Linked DNA regions of Mus musculus: all the other regions are linked to region 3. The links are chromatin contacts, called in public promoter capture Hi-C maps. All regions are on one chromosome and are shown on one strand. The core of a region is the stretch at or near the end of the contact, and the rest is flanking DNA. Distances in the headings are between cores, read along the strand shown. Region 1 has its middle 20 kb from the start of Rpp21. Region 2 holds the start of Rpp21 (ribonuclease P 21 subunit). Region 3 holds the start of Trim26 (tripartite motif-containing 26). Region 4 holds the start of H2-T24 (histocompatibility 2, T region locus 24). Region 5 holds the start of H2-T22 (histocompatibility 2, T region locus 22). Region 6 holds the start of 2410017I17Rik (RIKEN cDNA 2410017I17 gene).

The links. Promoter capture Hi-C pulls out the DNA fragments that hold promoters and counts their contacts.
Region 1: a contact with region 3 is called in a promoter capture Hi-C map of frontonasal cranial neural crest. The contact joins the enhancer-like site here to the promoter of Trim26 in region 3. A contact is called at or near these places in 7 of 39 promoter capture datasets (the 3T3-L1 cell line, the C10 cell line, cranial neural crest and 4 more) and 4 of 115 datasets of contacts at active chromatin or transcription factors (astrocytes, bone marrow-derived dendritic cells, embryonic fibroblasts and 1 more).
Region 2: a promoter capture Hi-C map of pre-B cells shows a contact between it and region 3, with 12 times the contacts expected there. The contact joins the promoter of Rpp21 here to the promoter of Trim26 in region 3. A contact is called at or near these places in 23 of 39 promoter capture datasets (the 3T3-L1 cell line, 3T3-L1-derived adipocytes, the C10 cell line and 16 more), 1 of 15 datasets of contacts at CTCF or cohesin (the NIH/3T3 cell line), 2 of 484 Hi-C or Micro-C datasets (erythroblasts and neutrophils), 15 of 115 datasets of contacts at active chromatin or transcription factors (the 230-238 cell line, the NIH/3T3 cell line, acute myeloid leukemia and 9 more) and 5 of 9 other capture datasets (adipose tissue, embryonic stem cells, liver and 2 more).
Region 4: a contact with region 3 is called in a promoter capture Hi-C map of pre-B cells, with 5 times the contacts expected there. The contact joins the promoter of H2-T24 here to the promoter of Trim26 in region 3. A contact is called at or near these places in 8 of 39 promoter capture datasets (the 3T3-L1 cell line, the SN4741 cell line, cranial neural crest and 5 more) and 3 of 115 datasets of contacts at active chromatin or transcription factors (astrocytes, embryonic stem cells and pancreatic cancer cells).
Region 5: a promoter capture Hi-C map of pre-B cells shows a contact between it and region 3, with 7 times the contacts expected there. The contact joins the promoter of H2-T22 here to the promoter of Trim26 in region 3. A contact is called at or near these places in 3 of 39 promoter capture datasets (hippocampal neurons, liver and pre-B cells) and 2 of 115 datasets of contacts at active chromatin or transcription factors (embryonic stem cells and pancreatic cancer cells).
Region 6: a contact with region 3 is called in a promoter capture Hi-C map of embryonic stem cells, with 2.5 times the contacts expected there. The contact joins the promoter of 2410017I17Rik here to the promoter of Trim26 in region 3. A contact is called at or near these places in 5 of 39 promoter capture datasets (embryonic stem cells, hippocampal neurons, liver and 1 more), 1 of 484 Hi-C or Micro-C datasets (embryonic stem cells) and 2 of 115 datasets of contacts at active chromatin or transcription factors (astrocytes and embryonic stem cells).

The regions. Positions count from the first base shown.
Region 1 is chr17:36,236,069-36,238,768 of GRCm38.p6, forward strand. No RefSeq gene overlaps it. Among named protein-coding and RNA genes, the nearest start is that of Rpp21, 20 kb to the right of the region's middle. Within about 2 kb of position 1,408, at least 65 of the 459 cell types and tissues checked have an H3K27ac peak or open chromatin away from gene starts, as enhancers often do. A contact at or near this core is called in embryonic fibroblasts, where this site is marked.
Region 2 is chr17:36,256,551-36,259,250 of GRCm38.p6, forward strand. It overlaps Rpp21 (ribonuclease P 21 subunit), which reads right to left and starts at 1,296. Exons shown (of 5, transcript NM_026308.2): 1 at 1,233-1,296; 2 at 1,056-1,156; 3 at 892-974. The coding sequence starts at 1,289. Trim39 (tripartite motif-containing 39) reads right to left here. Exons shown (of 7, transcript NM_178281.1): 7 at 2,323-2,700.
Region 3 is chr17:36,835,896-36,838,595 of GRCm38.p6, forward strand. Trim26 (tripartite motif-containing 26) reads left to right here and starts at 1,251. Exons shown (of 10, transcript NM_001025599.3): 1 at 1,251-1,369; 2 at 1,570-1,677.
Region 4 is chr17:36,019,225-36,021,924 of GRCm38.p6, forward strand. H2-T24 (histocompatibility 2, T region locus 24) reads right to left here and starts at 1,336. Exons shown (of 6, transcript NM_008207.3): 1 at 1,236-1,336. The coding sequence starts at 1,287. All of the region lies in intron 1 of A930015D03Rik (RIKEN cDNA A930015D03 gene), which reads left to right.
Region 5 is chr17:36,041,385-36,044,084 of GRCm38.p6, forward strand. H2-T22 (histocompatibility 2, T region locus 22) reads right to left here and starts at 1,358. Exons shown (of 9, transcript NM_010397.5): 1 at 958-1,358; 2 at 484-744; 3 at 65-301. The coding sequence starts at 1,042. Gm6034 (predicted gene 6034) reads left to right here and starts at 1,577. Exons shown (of 3, transcript NM_001034909.3): 1 at 1,577-1,833. The coding sequence starts at 1,746.
Region 6 is chr17:36,143,648-36,146,347 of GRCm38.p6, forward strand. It overlaps 2410017I17Rik (RIKEN cDNA 2410017I17 gene), which reads left to right and starts at 1,371. Exons shown (of 4, transcript NR_033517.1): 1 at 1,371-1,555. It overlaps Gm10499 (predicted gene 10499), which reads right to left and starts at 2,302. Exons shown (of 8, transcript NM_001370818.1): 1 at 2,213-2,302; 2 at 1,741-2,010; 3 at 1,265-1,540. The coding sequence starts at 2,276. It also overlaps a transcript of Gm8909 not described here.

The DNA of each region.
Region 1 (2,700 bases), core at 158-2,657, 600 kb before region 3:
CTTACCTGTGGATCCCTGGGATCAAACTCAGGTCCTCCCGTGTTAGAGCGACTGCCTTTCTTGATGGCTCTCTATATTGTTTTTATTATTTGATGTGTATGGCTCCCTTTCAGAGATCTCCAGTCAGGGACTGAGGCAGGCTGTAACTCTTTCAAGATGACAAAACCCACTATGTAGAAGAAGTAGTTCGTGTACCTCAGTAGGGGGTCCATCTATGGGGACACAAAATAACCTAATAGATGGTGAAGATACAGAACATGAGTCAGGTGGTGATAACTGTACAACCGTGTCAGAAACATTAAGAGACAAAGTTAACAAGAACAAAATTTACATTAAGATTAATACAAATCAATAAGTGGTTAAATATGAAGTTAACATAAGGTCAAATGCAATTGTAGAACTGGCTGGACCATGTACCAGAGTCATGGTATTTTTGTTTTGTTTTTAGAGACAGTTTCTCTATGTAGCCCTGGGTGTTGTGGAACTTGCTCTGTAGACCAGGTTGGCCTAAACTCAGAAATCTACCTGCTTCTGCTTTCCAAGTGCTGAGATTAAAAGTGTGTGCTGCCAACATCTGGATAGTAGTGGGTTAAGGAAACTGTAAGTAGCAGGTTGTTTCCATCAGACTCCTGCATAAGGAACAAGCACATAGGAGCTTTGTAAAGGGAGCCACCATCTCTTTGACAAATTAACTTGGGCTCAGATCCTGAGCTTCAAGTAGGTCCACCCAAACTTTTCCTGCCTGCAGCCTGAGGAGTAGCTCTGAGGAGCCTGAGAGTTCCATGGAGGCTCCCAGGCGGAGGAGGCAGCAGAGGAATCAGCAGAGCCTGAAGTCTTCCTGGAAATATCAGAGAAGAGCCGATCCCTGGAAAGATGCTTTAAAAATGTGAACTCACGGGGGCTGGAGAGATGGCTCAGTGGTTAAGAGCACTGACCACTGTTCCTATGGTCCTGAGTTCAAATCTCAGCAACCACATGGCTCACAACCATTCGTAATGGAATCTGATGCCCTCTTCTGGTCTGAAGACAGCTACAATGTACAATGTACTCATATACATAAAATAAATAAATCTTTAGGGGAGAAGATAAAACTTAGGACAGACTGAGATGCTGTGGTCCATGCTGAGCCAGAAGCCTTGTAGAAGTCCAAAATGCGTGCTGCTTACTATAAAGGGCTGGTTGTAGTAGCTAAGAGCAGGGTTCACTTGGAAAATCTGCTCCTCATTCTTGGCTCTCTGTGTCTCTTGCTCTTGGTACTCCATCCCCTCCTGCTCTAGCCACATGGCTTGGGGCCAGGGCATTTTTATCAAATGGCAGGAATTCCTTGTGGTTCACTAAACTGAGTTCCATGATACCGGGCTCCCTGAGGCCCAGGCGGGTCCGGAGGCGGCGATGAGGGAATACCACAGCTAGTGTGAGCCTGTGGATGGCGGGCGGTGAAACTCCGACGTCCTCCCAGGACTCCAGGACGGTGCTCTGGCCAGGAGGGGAGCAGGGCTTAGGGTTTGGGACCCGGGTGGAGAAGAGACGGAAGGTTCAGCTGGCGATGCAGGGGCGGGGCTTCCCCAGTGGAGCCCCACTCCACCCACCCGCTCCTCCCCGCAGAGGCCAATTCCCTCAGGACACCGCAGTCACCAGCTCAGGACTGTGGCGGGGGCTAGAACGCCTGCCAGCCATAGGAGAAACCCGCAGAGCGCCATCAGGCAGATCTAGACTTTAAGGGCGGGTTTGATTCCTGCGGATCTGGGTGGACTTTATAACTAGTGCCCGCAACCGCGGAAGTCCCAAATGCGTGCTGCTGAGTGCCACACTGTGGTCCATACTGAAGCCAGAAACTGCCAGGCTGAAGCCCTAAGGGCGTGCTGCTGACTATAAAGGCCAGGGTATGTATGATTTCAGTCTGAGAATGAGAGACATAGAACGCTTCTGTGAGAACCTCTTCCTTATCGCCCACAGAGAAAGAAAGAAAGAGAGAGAGAGAGAGGGAGGGAGGGAGGGAGGGAGGGAGGGAGGGAGGAAGGAAGGAAGGAAGGAAGGAAGGAAGGAAGGAAGGAAGGAAGGAAGAAAAGGAAAAGAAAAGAAAAGAAAAAGAAAAAGAAAGAAAGAAAAGAAAAAGAAAAAGAAAAAGAAAAGCCACTGAAGAGAACTTTTAAAAATTGTGATAAGGATGCTGACCTGACACAGCTGATGGCTTCTGTCAGGGGCGGGGTGAGGAAGGAACCAGGTATCTTTAAGAGGCTGGCCACTGGGAGTTTGACAACGCTTCAGTAAGTATATGGGCAACACGAATTAAACTTGGTATTTTTCCTTTTTTGGTGTGGGGGGGGGGGAGAGTATAAGGGAGGGCCAACTTGGGGGACTGGGATGTGAATGGGATTGGGATACATCATGTGAAATTTTCAAATAATCAATAAAAGCATTAAGTTAGAGTCCTACTGAAGTCATTTTTCATAAGATTGTATGCAGAAGAGCTTTCCAAAGGTGTTGAATGTGAAGGCAGCTTATCTGAAAGCTTCCTTTGAACATGGACAGTTGAGGTATGAACCTTGGAATTTGCTTTTATTAAGTGGAAGAATTGAATGCCATGAGAAATGGCGTGGCCAAATGAACTAACATGCAGGTCCCATACCCAGTCAGGTGGTAGGCTATGTACAAGGTTCCCTTGTTCATAGCACCCTCATATGTCTGCCAGTTTGGGAG
Region 2 (2,700 bases), core at 46-2,545, 580 kb before region 3:
TTCCACCATGTCTTTTTGGAACAGGGTCTCTCACTGAACCTGGGACTAGATGTTTTCAGCTAGACTGCCTGGCCAGAGAGTGCTCTGGAGGATCTGTACGTCTTCACCTGCTCCCCAAGGCTGGCTGGGCTTACAACCTGCTTGTACACAGGTGTTGGAGATCTGAAGTCAGGCCCTCACACTTAAGCTTATCGGGCACAGTAACCACGGAACCATCTCCCAAGCCCCTACAAAGCACACATTCTCTCGTGTGGGAATCCCAGCGTCTAGAGTGTTTGACTCTTGTTTATCATGTTATACCTACCTCCCTGCCACTGGTAGGACTCAGCACTCTACCCCTACCAACTGAAGCATTTAAAATTACGACTCCAGTAGCTGGGTGTGTTGTCTCATGCTTGTAATCCTAGCTAGGGATGTGGGGGCAGGAGACTGCAGGGAATTGGAGGCCAGTCTGGGCTACTGTGACACTTGTGCCAAAAAACAAAACAAAACAAAATCAAAACCAAAAGCAAAGAGACAGTATGTGTTTTTGTGTGAGACAGGGTTTCTTTATGCAGACCTGGCCAGTCCGGATTATGTAGATCAGGATAGGCTTAAACTCATGAAATCCACCTGCTTCTACCTCCCAAGTGCTGGGATAAAAGGCGTGAACCTCCACAACCCACTCAGCTAGTAAGTAGTGCTTAATGCACCCTAGGAATGAAATAATAACGAAATCGCTTTGTTTTTTTTGTTTTTGTTTTTTTTTTAAACTAAGGAGTGTCATGTAGTCCAAGATAGTTTTAGGGACTAAGTCAGCTGCAGAAAGTCTCCATCTCTAGGTGGAGCTGCTGAGCCCTGCCCTGTCCTCTAGTGTCCCCACCTCACAAATGTCTCTGGGGCAGCACTCACGTCTCTGGCGCTGCGTGCAGGTGAGGCCCGGAATGAGGAGAGAGGAGCAGCTGCGACAGAGCGTCCTCTTCACAGAGGGGTCCCTGGGTGAGGAAGAGAGGAGGTCGCTGTCTGCCTGCCTGCCAGCCCGCGCCCCGGGTCCTGCCCGCCACCCTGTGCCTTACTGCCGGAGGACCAGCCGCTTCGCGATGGTTTTCTCTGTGTGGCAGTAAAACCTAGCCAGCGCCTGGTTCTCGGGGTTCTGAGAGAGGACGCAGTGTGCAGCCTGGGAACAAGGACGGCCATCCAGGTTACTCTGCGGCCGCAACACCGGGCTGCCACCCACCCCGAGCGCGTCTCACCTGGTACAGGAAGCTGAGTCTCTGGAAGGCTTCCCGGTCCTTCACTGGGCCCGCCATGAGTGTCTGCCCCTCCTTGCGGATGTCCCGCCCCAGACGTGCGCAGTGCGCAACGTCTGCTGGGAACTGTAGTGCGGGAGGGGGGGGGGCCCTCAGCCCCGCACCAGCTTCTGTCAGAAACCAGAGGACCCCACAGGTCTTCTGTGTGCAGGCAGCCCTAGTTTGGTATCCCTCACGTATTAGGTAGACGTGGAACAGGTAAAGGATCTTAAAGTACATAAACATAACAGGACCGAAGTCCTGTCTTTTATGGTTGGAAAGAGGGTTGTTTGCGGTGGACATTGGGTTAGATTTTGTCTTACTCTTCTGAAGCCGAGGGTAGATGCTTGGGACTTCTATGAACGGATGTAACATAACAAAACAGTCAATGCCCAGAATAACTGGTGTTATATTCTGGCTATCTCACCACTGGAGAGGTTGAGGTAGGACTACCATAAATTACAGGATATGAATTATGGGCTACATTGCCAGACCCTGTCTCAAAAATAAAAAGCATTAGTGCCCATGGACCTGAAAGTGTGAAAGATCAGATCACAAGGGAGGAAATAAGTTAACAGGACAAAACATCCCTAAGCAAAGAGCTTCTTGCCTTTCTCCCACTTCTTATTAAAGGCACTTGCTGTTCCAAGGGCTAGTAGCTACATGAACAGCACAAATAACCAGACAACAGCATGGCCGGTCTCCTCGGCTATTTATTAGTATCTACTTCACCCTCCTTCCTCTGACCTTTTCTCATTTATTCAACCTGGCTTGGTGTTTACTTCTGATTCCCAGTTACTGGCTAAGGTCAGAAGCAGAGGGATCCAGGCCCCTGCAGGATCTGTGGGGAACCAGACTGCTGGCTCAGAGTTAGGCAATTCGTTGAAACTTACCCTGGGTGTTTTGTATGGGCCTTCAGAGACAAATGAGGGGAGTGTATTAAAATGTGGATTCCTAAGCTTACCCAAACCTCCATTAAGGACAGAAGGTGAGACTCAAGAACATACAGTTTCCACACCCATCCACTGACAAATTACCACGCAACTCAAGAGATCACATTAGTGGATCCTTTGTTCCATATTTTCACCAACCAATTATCTTGCCACAAAGAACCACAGTCAAGGCACAAAGGTAAGAGTAGAGTGGACAAAGTCCTGTTGAGGTGGTAGGAGGAACTGAATGCCCTCACTGCAGTTTCTTGTCTCAGTCTTGTGTGAAGATTACCCAGGCAGCAGATAATCCAGGTTGTTTGGTTTGGCATGCATCTGGTACCTTTTGTGACAAAATATGTACCCTATGGGTTGTTTATTTTGGCCTAAAATTAAAATAATTTACATTCTCTGAAAAGGGGAATGTCAAAGGGTGAAGGATAGAAATAGAAGCTTAGCTGTCTTCTGGCCCTTTGCTACACAAACCACCCTCTTCTACCCTG
Region 3 (2,700 bases), core at 1-2,500:
TGGGAAGAACCGGTACTGAATATGGGCAGCCTGGTCTACAGAGCGAGTTCCAGGACAGCCAGAGCTACATAGTGAGACTCTGTCTCTAAACAAAACAAAACAAAGCTCCCACCCCCAATATCAACTGAAAGAGCAGGTATCTAGTGATTTTAGGGTGTGCTGAGATCAAAGTCCAGAGCACAGGCATCCAGAACTCCGCTCCACCCCCTACAACAGCTCACAGGAAACTCAAAAGCACTCCCCATATGTTGGTGAAATGTTAGGACTTAGGACTCGGAGCCCTCCTGCAGCTCGGACTACTTCTTTGGAAGTAGCAGGAACTGTGGATTTCCTGCAGAGCAGAAAGCTGTGTGCAAAAAGGGCTTTCAGGCTAGTGGGCGTGGTCGAGTCCTTGGCTGTGGAGCTGCAGGAGGCTCTCAAAGCTCCTGTAGAGGGCCTCAGTACCAGATATTGCAGGTTCTGTAGTTTTTCTCAGTTTTCAACAAATTCCCCCTTCGTAGCCCAGGCTGGTATTGAACTCTAATGCCTCGGTTTCCCTAGCGCCAGGATCTTTAAATGTTTTGCATTTATTTATTTAGCGTAGGTGGAGAGTGCATGTGCTTGTGGAGCTTAGAGGACAACCAGAATAGATGTTCTCATGTCCCATCATGTGGGGGATATGGGATTTGAAAGCCAGTCATCTGATTTGGTGGCAAGCATCTTTACCCACTGAACTATCACTGTGGTGTGGGGTGGAGTGTGGAATGTGTATGTGTGTTTACTTTGTTCTGTACAGCAGGAACAGCACCTGCCTTGTGTAAGGAAGGCTAGTTGTCAAAAATGGTTCATCCTAGCCAGGAGCTTCGAAAATGATATTTGTGATGGATCTTGGAAAAACTTGATAGACTGGTCTGATCTTAGTTAGAGGCAGGCCCTGAGGAGGAAACCCCATCTAAAACCCAGCCCTTGCAGACACCCCAGCCCACCCCTAACCGCAGGGAATCAGAAATGGGGTCTCGAAAGCTATGGGGGCTTCAGCACCCTAACCTACACGAGGCCTCGCGCGACCTCAGCAGCTGGAAGACAACCGTGACGCACTGGCCGCTTCCGATTTCACTTTCCTTTTCTCGGGCCCGGCCGCTTCACCTCTTTGGCCGCTGCCTGGGGATTTGCCCAGTGATCAGTGACGTCAAGAATCCTGAAGTTCCCATTGGAGGATGGAGTTTGGCAAGAGCCAATCCCAGGGCTGGTCCCAGAGAAATCTCGGCGGAGGGCCCGGAGCTCCCGGAGACTGCTGGGCGGGGAGACTGTGGTGCCGGCTGCTTGCTCAGGACCTACCCCGCGGAGCAGCTCCAGGGAGAGGAGTGACCCGGCCCGGAGAGCGGCGCGGGTGAGTGCGGTTTGCACTGGTGAGGAGACGCGGAGGAGCGGCCGCCGTGCGACCCGGGTGGGGACAGCGAAGGCGGCCGCGGGCCCTGGGCAGGGCTAACCAGGCCCGGGCGCGCGGGACGGCGAGCTCGCGTGAGCGCCGCGTCCCCGGCTCGCCTTTGGGCCTTTCGCCCTGAGCTCGCCGTGTTCCTTCCTCCTCAGGTCCAACCCAGACTTACTTCAGTCTCTTCCAGTCCCCAGAGCCAGAAGTGAGCGGGACCCGGATGACGTTCCACCTGGTGGCTTGGAGCCCTGCATGACCAGAAGCAGGTCTTATATTTATGTATCTGTTTATTTTTTTTTTATTTATTTATCCTCAGAGTAAACTGGTTTAGCTAGTTGTACCAAGAGCTGTGCGTTCGTTATCACTGATGATTTTACTACCTAATTAGCTTAGGAAAAGAAAGTATAAACCTGGCTGTGGACTGGTGCACGCCTTTACACCCAGTGCTTGGGAGTTAGAGGCCAGTCTGGTTTACAGACTAAATGAATTCTAGGATAACCAGGGCTACAAAGAGAGCCCCTGTCTTGACCCCCACCCCCACCCCCACCCAAAAAAAAAAAAAAGAAAAGAAAAGAAATGTATGAATTTAACTTTGGGAAGTGAATAGGAGGAGACACTTAACAATTCCCCGTACATTCCAGATTTTGACAACACAACCATTTGTGTGTGTTTCAAAGAAGGGAAGAATGACATGCGCTCGTTCATGCATGCCTGAACCCCTTGTTAGTGAGATGGATTCATGATGCCTAGAGTATTCCTCCCAAGTTAAAACAAACAAACAAACAAACCCATATTTTTCTAAAAGAAAGCTTTCATTAATGCCTTTAAAACTGCAACTTTTAAATTTGATAATGATGACGATGGTGATGACAACGACAGGGTGTCTCCATGTATCCAAAATGGTCTGAAACTGACCATGGCAGCCCAGGTTAGCCTCCTGCCTCGAGTGCTTCGATTACAGAGATTACAGGCATCTGCCCACACTTTTGAATACACTTAATTTTTTTTAGAACAGTTGTACATTTACAGAAAAAATTGAGAAAACAGTGTGTGAAGTGTCTATAACTCCCAACTGATTTCCTTTCATTGACAAATAACACATTATTATTGGCCAAAGTCCACACACTATATTTATTCACCTTTTCCTTTTCACCTTATCCCTCCATATTCTCACCCAGGTTGCTGCACTGCATTGGTTTTTAGATTTGGTTTCAGAGTTTTCAGAGACACTTATGTAATGGATACCTCAGATAATGAACACACGAGGAGAAAGGTTGATTTTGGTTCAC
Region 4 (2,700 bases), core at 86-2,585, 820 kb before region 3:
ATCCTGAAATATCTACAGTAGTTATTTTTCTGGGGTTGGGTGGAGGGTTGCCTAGAACTCAGTAATCTTCCTACTCAGTCTTCCAAATGATTACAGGATCATGGGTGTGAGATGCCATATCCAGCTCCATTTCAACTGAATATTGTGTTCTAGTCAAATTGACACACGAAATCAACCATTATAACCAGCTAGCAGAAATACATAATTATACATGTATGTGTGAGGCAGGAGGATCATGAATTTGAGGGTCACATAAATAGAATCCTATAATACAATAATTATTATTAATGATGATGATAATGATAATGACTGTAGAGAGATCATCTTGTGTATTGTGGATGCCTTACCTGTCAATTTAAAAGCCTACAGCTTAAGCAGGAAATAGAGGTGGGACATTGGGAGGAGAAAGAATTCTGGGAGAGGAGGAGTCCGGGAGAGAGAGGAGCCTGGAAAAAGGTGAGGAGACAGACACATGGACACGTGGTACCTGAGCACAAGTAATCAGCCACGTGGCAAAATGCAGCTTAAAATAAATGGGTATTTTTTAGTTATAATCTAGTCAGAGTAGAGCCTAGCTATATGGCCAAGGTATTTGTAAATATAATTTGAGCCTGAATCTTATGTCCAGGAGCATGGGGCTGGCAGAAAGAACCAGGACTTTAACAAATGATGATGCCAGGGAGACAGACTGCTCAGCTAGTAAAGGCACCTGCTGCCACCCATATGGTGGAAGGAGACCTGATCCAAATTAGGTTGTCCTCTGACCTCCACATCTGGGCTATACTATGGGTTGCAGGCTACACATGAGCACACACAAACATGCATATGGATAAATTTACACAACAGTGTGCACAGTGTATACTTTATAAGTAAACATGTAGTTCGCAGAAGTAGGGAAGGCAGCCCAGCTGTTAAGAGCACTTACTGTTCTTCCAGAAGACTGTGGTATAGTTCTGAGCACCAGCTGGAGGGAGCTTCATGCCCTCTTCTGACCTCTGGCATGTTATGCACACATACAAGCAAATACTCAAAACCACATTAGAATGTAAGGAAAGGGCTGGTTTGGCGGTGCATGCCTTTAGTCCCAACTCCTTTGAGTTCAAGGCCAGCCTGGTCTACATAGCAAGTTTGAAGACAGAGCTACTAACTGAAACCTAGTCTTCTGCAAAATGGCCCAAGGTTCGAGGTTGGAGGTTTTCCGGTCTTAAATTTACCCAGCACACAACCCTACTTACGGGCTCCGCCGTCCTGGGGGTGACTCAGAAGCCAGAAGATAAGAGCCCACATGGTGTCAGGATCAAGCTTTAAGCTTCCACTGTCCTGAGAAACTAGACTTTAGAGAAGTCGCGACTGCCTGCGGAAACCAATAGGGTGGGGGTGGGGGTGGGGTGAAGCCTGTTAACAGATAAGGCTGGTTCAGTTTCAAGCTTTAGGGGTTCCTGCAGAGCTTCCCACTAGGATGAAGGCTTTCTTTTCTGGATATGGGTCTGCTGGCTTGCAGGCTAGTGCCCCTAGGGGGAGTGAGCCCTCTGTATGACATTTCTGACTCTTTTCCAGGAGTTTCAGCTTGTTTACTTTGGGCTTTGGGGCAGTTAACAGTGTTAGACTTCAGCGCCCCGCCCCACTGTCAGTCTGTCAGACTTCAGCGCTTTCCTGCGGGGTGGGGGTGGGGAAGTGATGAAGCTGGGAAGTCGAAACCGAAACTGTAGCACTTTTCTACTGCTGGGTAGTTAGCTAACTTGTATCTTTGTGGAACTGCAGTCATTTCAGTGTAATTACCTAAAGCATCAAGAGCCTTCCAGACAAGGCATCCACTGTTCTAGTGTAGTGTGCCTGTTGCTTTCTGTTTCCTTCTCATTAGGTAGTTTCTGTTATTTTCTTTTAGAAAAAAAGATTCATCTTATTTTTAACTGGTGTGTGTGTGTGTGTGTGTGTGTGTGTGTGTGTGTGTGTCTTAGTCTTAGGGTTTCCATTTCTGTGAAGAGACACCAAGGCAACTCTTACAAAGGATAACATTTAACTGGGGCTGGCTTACAGGTTCATAGGTTCAGTCCATTATTATCAAGGCAGGAAGCATGGCAGCATGAAAGCAGGCATGGTGCTGGAGATAGAGCTGAGAGCTCTATATCTTGTGATGGGCACCAGAATACTGTCTTCCAGGCAGCCAGGGGAAGGGTCTCAAAGCCCACCCTCACAGTGACACACTTCCTTCAACAAGGCTACACCACCTAATAGTTCCACTTCCTGGGCCAAGCATATTCAAACTACCACAGTGTGTGCGTGAATGTGTGCCACATTTGGGTGGGCATCCAAGGATGTGGCATTGGCTACCATGGAGTTGGAGTCAGAGATGATTGTCAGCCACCAGATATGGATTCAGGAAATTGAGTCTGGTTCTCTGGAAGAGCAATTTGTGCCCTGTGCAAACATGAGGACCTGAGTTCAAATCTCAAGCACCCCTGTAAACAGCTACCTCTGGCCACATCAGTGACTTGAGTGCTGGGGGTGTTGAAGAGGGAATCACTGGGGCTTGCTAGCTACCAGCCTAGCCAATGGCCTGGCAAGAGTGCTCAGTGCCCTTATTCTGTAAGCTGTCCCACATACAACCAGGGAGGGTGAAGATGGAAAGATGGGGTAAAAGAGAACCAAGTGGAATGATAATTGTGCATTGGAGTGCTGCTGCAGCTAAATCCATTACTT
Region 5 (2,700 bases), core at 108-2,607, 790 kb before region 3:
CAGCTCTCCAAACTCCCAGCAAGTAGCCTAAAGGAAACAGACATGGTTTGGCTCCCCTGGGCACCTGAACGCAGCAGCCTCTCCTTCCCTTTTTCCAGGTATTTCTGCAGCAGATCTGAGCAGTGGCTCTTCAGGTCCTGAGAGATGTGAGGTACAGTGCTGTTTCCCACTGTACAGGAACTTGGGTTTTCGTTCAGGGTGGGGAGATCCTCGCTATCATAGGCGAGCTGGTTGTACCAGAGACACAGGTGCCGATCTGGCTCCACATCGCAGCCTTGCAGCCACTGTAGTGTGTGAGAGTCTAGGAAGGACATAGTTGGTGGTCAGTCCTGTCGCAGCAACACGAGTAGAACACAGACCAACTCCAAGTAAATCCCTGCAGACTCTTGGTTTTTGAGGAACTGGGCATGTGTTGGGTGAAACTCTGGTCTAGTGAATATGGACAACCCTGGTACATCCTTGGGATGGGTTCGGATCACTCACCGTCCATGCTCTTGTTGTAAAAATGAACCAGGGTCATCAGATTCCTTTCAGACAGCTGTCCTTGAATTGTGACTATACGAGTCTGCTGCTCCCAGTTATCTGCTTCCTCCTGCTCCAGCCAGGGTGCCATCCTCGGAGTCTCCTCCTTGCTGCTGAAGCGCAGGACCTGCATGTCGTCCACATAGCCGACGATTATGAACCAGGGCTCCCCAAGGCCAGGCCGGGACACAGCGGTGTAGAAATACCTAAGCGAGTGTGAACCTGGGAGGAGGAGCGCGATGAGACCCCGACCTCCTCCTCCTCGATCCCCATCTCGATCTCGAGCGGGAGTGCGGGCCGGGAAGGGAGCAGGGCGCCAAGCTCGGGACAGCTGAAAAAGGGGGGCTGGAGGATCTTGCTGGGTGGTGCAGAGACTGGGTGGTGCTATCCCTAGCCTTCCCAGTAGAGACAGTTTCCCTCCCCGGTCTCACTCACCCAAAGGGATCCGAGTCCAGGATGGTCTGGCATCCAGCTGCAGGAGAAGGGCGCAGACCACAGCGGCCCTGAGGACCCAGGACATCTGGGACTGGGCAGATCTTGGACAGCTTTATAAACTAGAGCGACAGCGATTGTATTATCTCAGAACCCAACTTCAAATTACAGTCGCGAGTGATTGGAAAACACCAGAAAATCTGAATTTTAAAAGTAACCAAATGACACTACCTCTGGTCGCAGAATCGATTGTCCCAAACTGATCCTCTGTTTTATGTTGGAAATTCTTCCAGTGGCAAAAGCCGCCACTGGGTCTGACAATTCTGCAGGCCTACATCCTGCACCTTCTTGCTCTCAACCCTGCCTGGGGAGAGGAGGGTCGCAGAGAGAGCAGGGCGGTAAAAGGCGTTCCTTTCTCCCACGTCATGACTTCCTTTCTTGCCTTTTCATCTTAGCCCAGCGATTGGCTTCTTGTCGTCGTTATTAGCCAATCAAATAATTAGGAGAAATTGCCCTACAGAAAGTGAGAACTAGTGCCAAGTCATCAATATCTAGGCAGAAAAACTCAAGAGAAGTTGGGGATTCGAAAGTGAAACTAAGCCAATTAGGGACTCTCCCAGCTACTTTCCTCTTGAGGTCCTGAGAGTCCTTGCCTGCCAGGGATTTGCACAGACTCCCAAAGTGCCCAGAAAGCGCTGAAAGAGCTGTTCCTTCACTCCGTCTTCCCGAGACCTGTTCAGAGGCTGTCTGTGGAATCCAGGGGAGACTGCACACTGATCTCAGGCCCTCTCATGGGACACAGGACTCCTCCAGAAGGAAACATCCCAGGGCCCATGTTGGCAATAGCCAGCTTTTTGGTAGAATTCACTGGAGACCTAGGTGAGATCCCTTCTCCTGTCTGTCTGTCTGTCTGTCTGTCTGTCTGTCTGTCTGTCTCCCTTCAGGACTTTCCTTTTTAGGCCAGGCTTGCCTCAAACTCAGGAGATCCACCTGTTTCTCACCCCCGAGTGCTGGCATTAAAGACATGCACTGCCAAGGACCAGTGAGTTATATTTTCTCAATGAACCTGCCAAGTTGACTAGCTCGCATTATGGAGTTTTGCACAAGGTTGGGACTCATCTCTGAAGCAGAGTTCTCAAAGCTCACAGGGAACATGTGGCAGGATTCCATTTCTCAGTTTCTGGGCAAGGTCCCCTGTCCTTGCTGGATGGAGCAGAGCAGGAATGTTGGTTACTCTCCATGGACTTTGGGTTCTTTGGGTGGCTTTATGAAGGCCATTGGAGGAAATCTCCTGTGTAGAGTCATCACACTGTGGGTCTGGGCACAGAACGCAGTCCTTTTAATATTTGCCCTGATCAGGACAGTCCCTCAGAGTAAAGTCAGCTGGTTCGGAGCCCTAATGACTTTTGCAGAGTCCCTTCACTGAACTAGCATTTGATGGACTGACCTTGTGAAGGTTAATAGTCAGGGTGGTTATTGGGGGAGGGCTGGGGAGAAGGAGCCCAGCACTGCCTCATTCTTCTTTGTGTGGGAAATGGTTGTCAGGGGTCATGAAAATCTAATTGAGCTAGAGTGAGGGTGGTAGTGAATGAAAATGGTACAGCCATTTCACAGTTCTAGTCGTGGTGAAGGAAAAGGAAGAGCTCAGACTGAACACAGCCAGCAGAATAGACCTGGCCATGAGAGGGAGATGGGGGAAGGCAGTCGGAGGAGAGAGAGAGAGAGAGAGAGAGAGAGGGAGAGAGA
Region 6 (2,700 bases), core at 121-2,620, 690 kb before region 3:
TATGTGATGTTCAATAGCATAAATGAGGTAGTCAAAGAATGGAAGAGGGAATGGCAAAAAAGTAATTTAATATGTGTTTGAGTTCATTTCAAGATCAGATATTAGGGCCATATGCTCTTGGTAGGATGCCACCACTGAGTCTTCCACTGTGGTCATCTTGCAGACCAACATTAACTGTCAGTTCAAGTGAACAGCCATCACAAAGTGTGCAGCCAGAGAAAATGACTCCCTGCCCCTGACTCTGGGGGACAAGGTACAGGTATGTTACACAGGACCCCTGGAGTGAGCTGTGGACCCCAGTGCAGCACTCACTGGAACACACTGGGCCCACAGGGAGGGCTCACTATAGCCCTGGATTTCAGAAGACCCTGTCACTCAGAAAGTCCAATTCCTGATTCACTAGGGGGAGCACTGTAATTTGTGGGGGCAGAGAGACAGCAGGAGGCTTCTGCATGTTTAGGTCTGACAGGAAACAGTGTAATCTCACAATAATCGATCTTTTAATGAGAACCCTGACTTATCTTGTGTAATTATCCAGGTTAGCAATGTAGACTGATACAAATGATAATAGGAGGGCAGGGAGAAACAGGATCACTCCAGTGCAGACAAAAACTGACTAGAAACAAAATAACGCCTTCAAAAAAAAAAAATAAAGAAAGAAAGAAAAAAGAAAGAAGAAAAAGAAAAGAGAAAAAAGAAAAAGAAATTCCAGTATTTATATTCCTCCAGGGTAGCCCATAAGGGCTCATGTGACCATTCACCACTGTAGGAATAGAAAGAATTGTGTTACAGACAGGGAGGGATCTGGGAGAATGTATTCTTTGAAAATTCTAGAAACTGGGGCAACCAGCCTAGTGTTGGGGAGTCCATGTCTCCCATCAGGTAAAGGCGACTTCAGGTCCTGAGGTGTAAGGGCTGACACACTCAGCAGGACAGGAGTCCATGTCCACAGACAGTGGGTGTGGGCAGAGAATCCAGACTAGGAGAGGCCATGGCTGACAGAGGCTATAGGGGAACTGAAGGGAGCAGCTGTTGTCACCTCAGGGAAATTCTCTCCTTCCCTCCTGAGACAGCCTGGGCACTGTCCAGGGAGAAGGCTGAGCCCTGGAAGAGTCAGTGCAGTCACTGTGACAAGGGATCAAGAGACCCAGGGACACACTCTCCCTTCTGGGACAGGGGCATCACCCCAGCTGAGGGTTTCTTCTTCCCCAGGACTGAGCCCCAGCCCGAGGGCAGAGGGAGGAGCTGCCCGCGGCCCCTGCACCTGTGCGCAGCAGCGTCTCCTTCCCGAGCTGCAGGTATCTGCGGAGCGACTCCACGCACTCGCCCTCTAGGTAGGCCTTGTAATGCTCTGCAGCACCAGCCTGCTCCCACTTGCGTCGGGTGATCAGCGCTGCCAGGTCCGCCGCCGTCCACGTGTTCAAGTCTTCGTTCAGGGCGATGTAATCTCGGCCATCATAAGCGAACTGTAGGTATCCGCGGAGGAGGCGCCCGTCCGACCCCACGTCACAGCCGAACAACAGCTGGAACGTGTGAAGGCCTGCGGGATCCCAAGGTCAGCGCCGCTCACCCGCACCGCCCCCGCTCGCCCTGGCCTAGTCCACCAGCGGACTCCTCCAAAGTGAAAGGGAAACCGGTCCTGGGTCGGTTCTGCTCCCGAACCTAGACTTGGGATTGGAGATCTCCGGCCCCTGTCTAGGGACATTTCGAGCTCGTGACCTCCCACCCAGGGTCACTCACCGCCTTCACTCTGGTTGTAGTAGCGCTGCGCGGTCCTCAGGCTCCCTCGGAAACTCTGCTCATTGCGCTTGGCGATCTGTGTCTCCCGCTCCCAATACTCCCGCCCCTCGTGCTCCATCCATGGAGCCCGCGGCTCATACCTCGGATTCTCCGCGTCGCCGTCGAAGCGCACGAACTGCGTGTCGTCCACGTAGCCGACAGAGATGAATCGGGGTTCCCGGAGGCCAGGGCGGGACAAGGCGGTCTCGAAATACCGCATCGAGTGTGAGCCTGGGGGCGGCGCGCGGTGAGACCCGGACCTCCTCACGGGACTCCGGCCCACTGCGCGGGCCGGGAGGGGAGCAGGGCGCCGGGCTCCGGATGCGGGTGTAGAAGGGCGGAGGGTCTTGTGAGCGACGGGGGGACGCGGATTCCACAGTGCCGTCCCCGCCCCTCCACGCAGAGGCCGTTTCCCTCCCGACCCCGCACTCACCCGCGCGGGTCTCGATCAGGGTCAGGGCGGCCGCCAGCAGCAGGAGCAGCATTCGCTGCGCCATTGTCCCATCTGGGATACAGGGCATTTGAGGCCCTCGGGCTGCTTGGACTTTATAACCAGCGCCCGCGGAGGAGCTGTTGGTTCCTTCCCCAGGATCCTGCCACCCAATGGAGATGAGACCTGCCAGATAATTCCTGCTACCTCCGGGTCCAGAGAGGGCATCAGATCCCCAGGAGCTATAAAGTGGTGCTGCTCCAGGGCAAGGGAGGGGCAGGAGCTGAGCTGCAGGAGAGGGTGGTGTCTGCAGGGAGCAGAGTGAGGCCCTTGTGCACCTGTGTCTTAGTGAGGGTTTCCATTGCTGTGATAAGACCCCATGACCAAAAGCAACTTGAGGAAGAAAGGGTTTCTTTCAGTTTACACTTCCACATCTCAGTCTATCATTGAAGAGATTCATGGCAGGACCTTGAGAGAGGATTCTAAGTAGG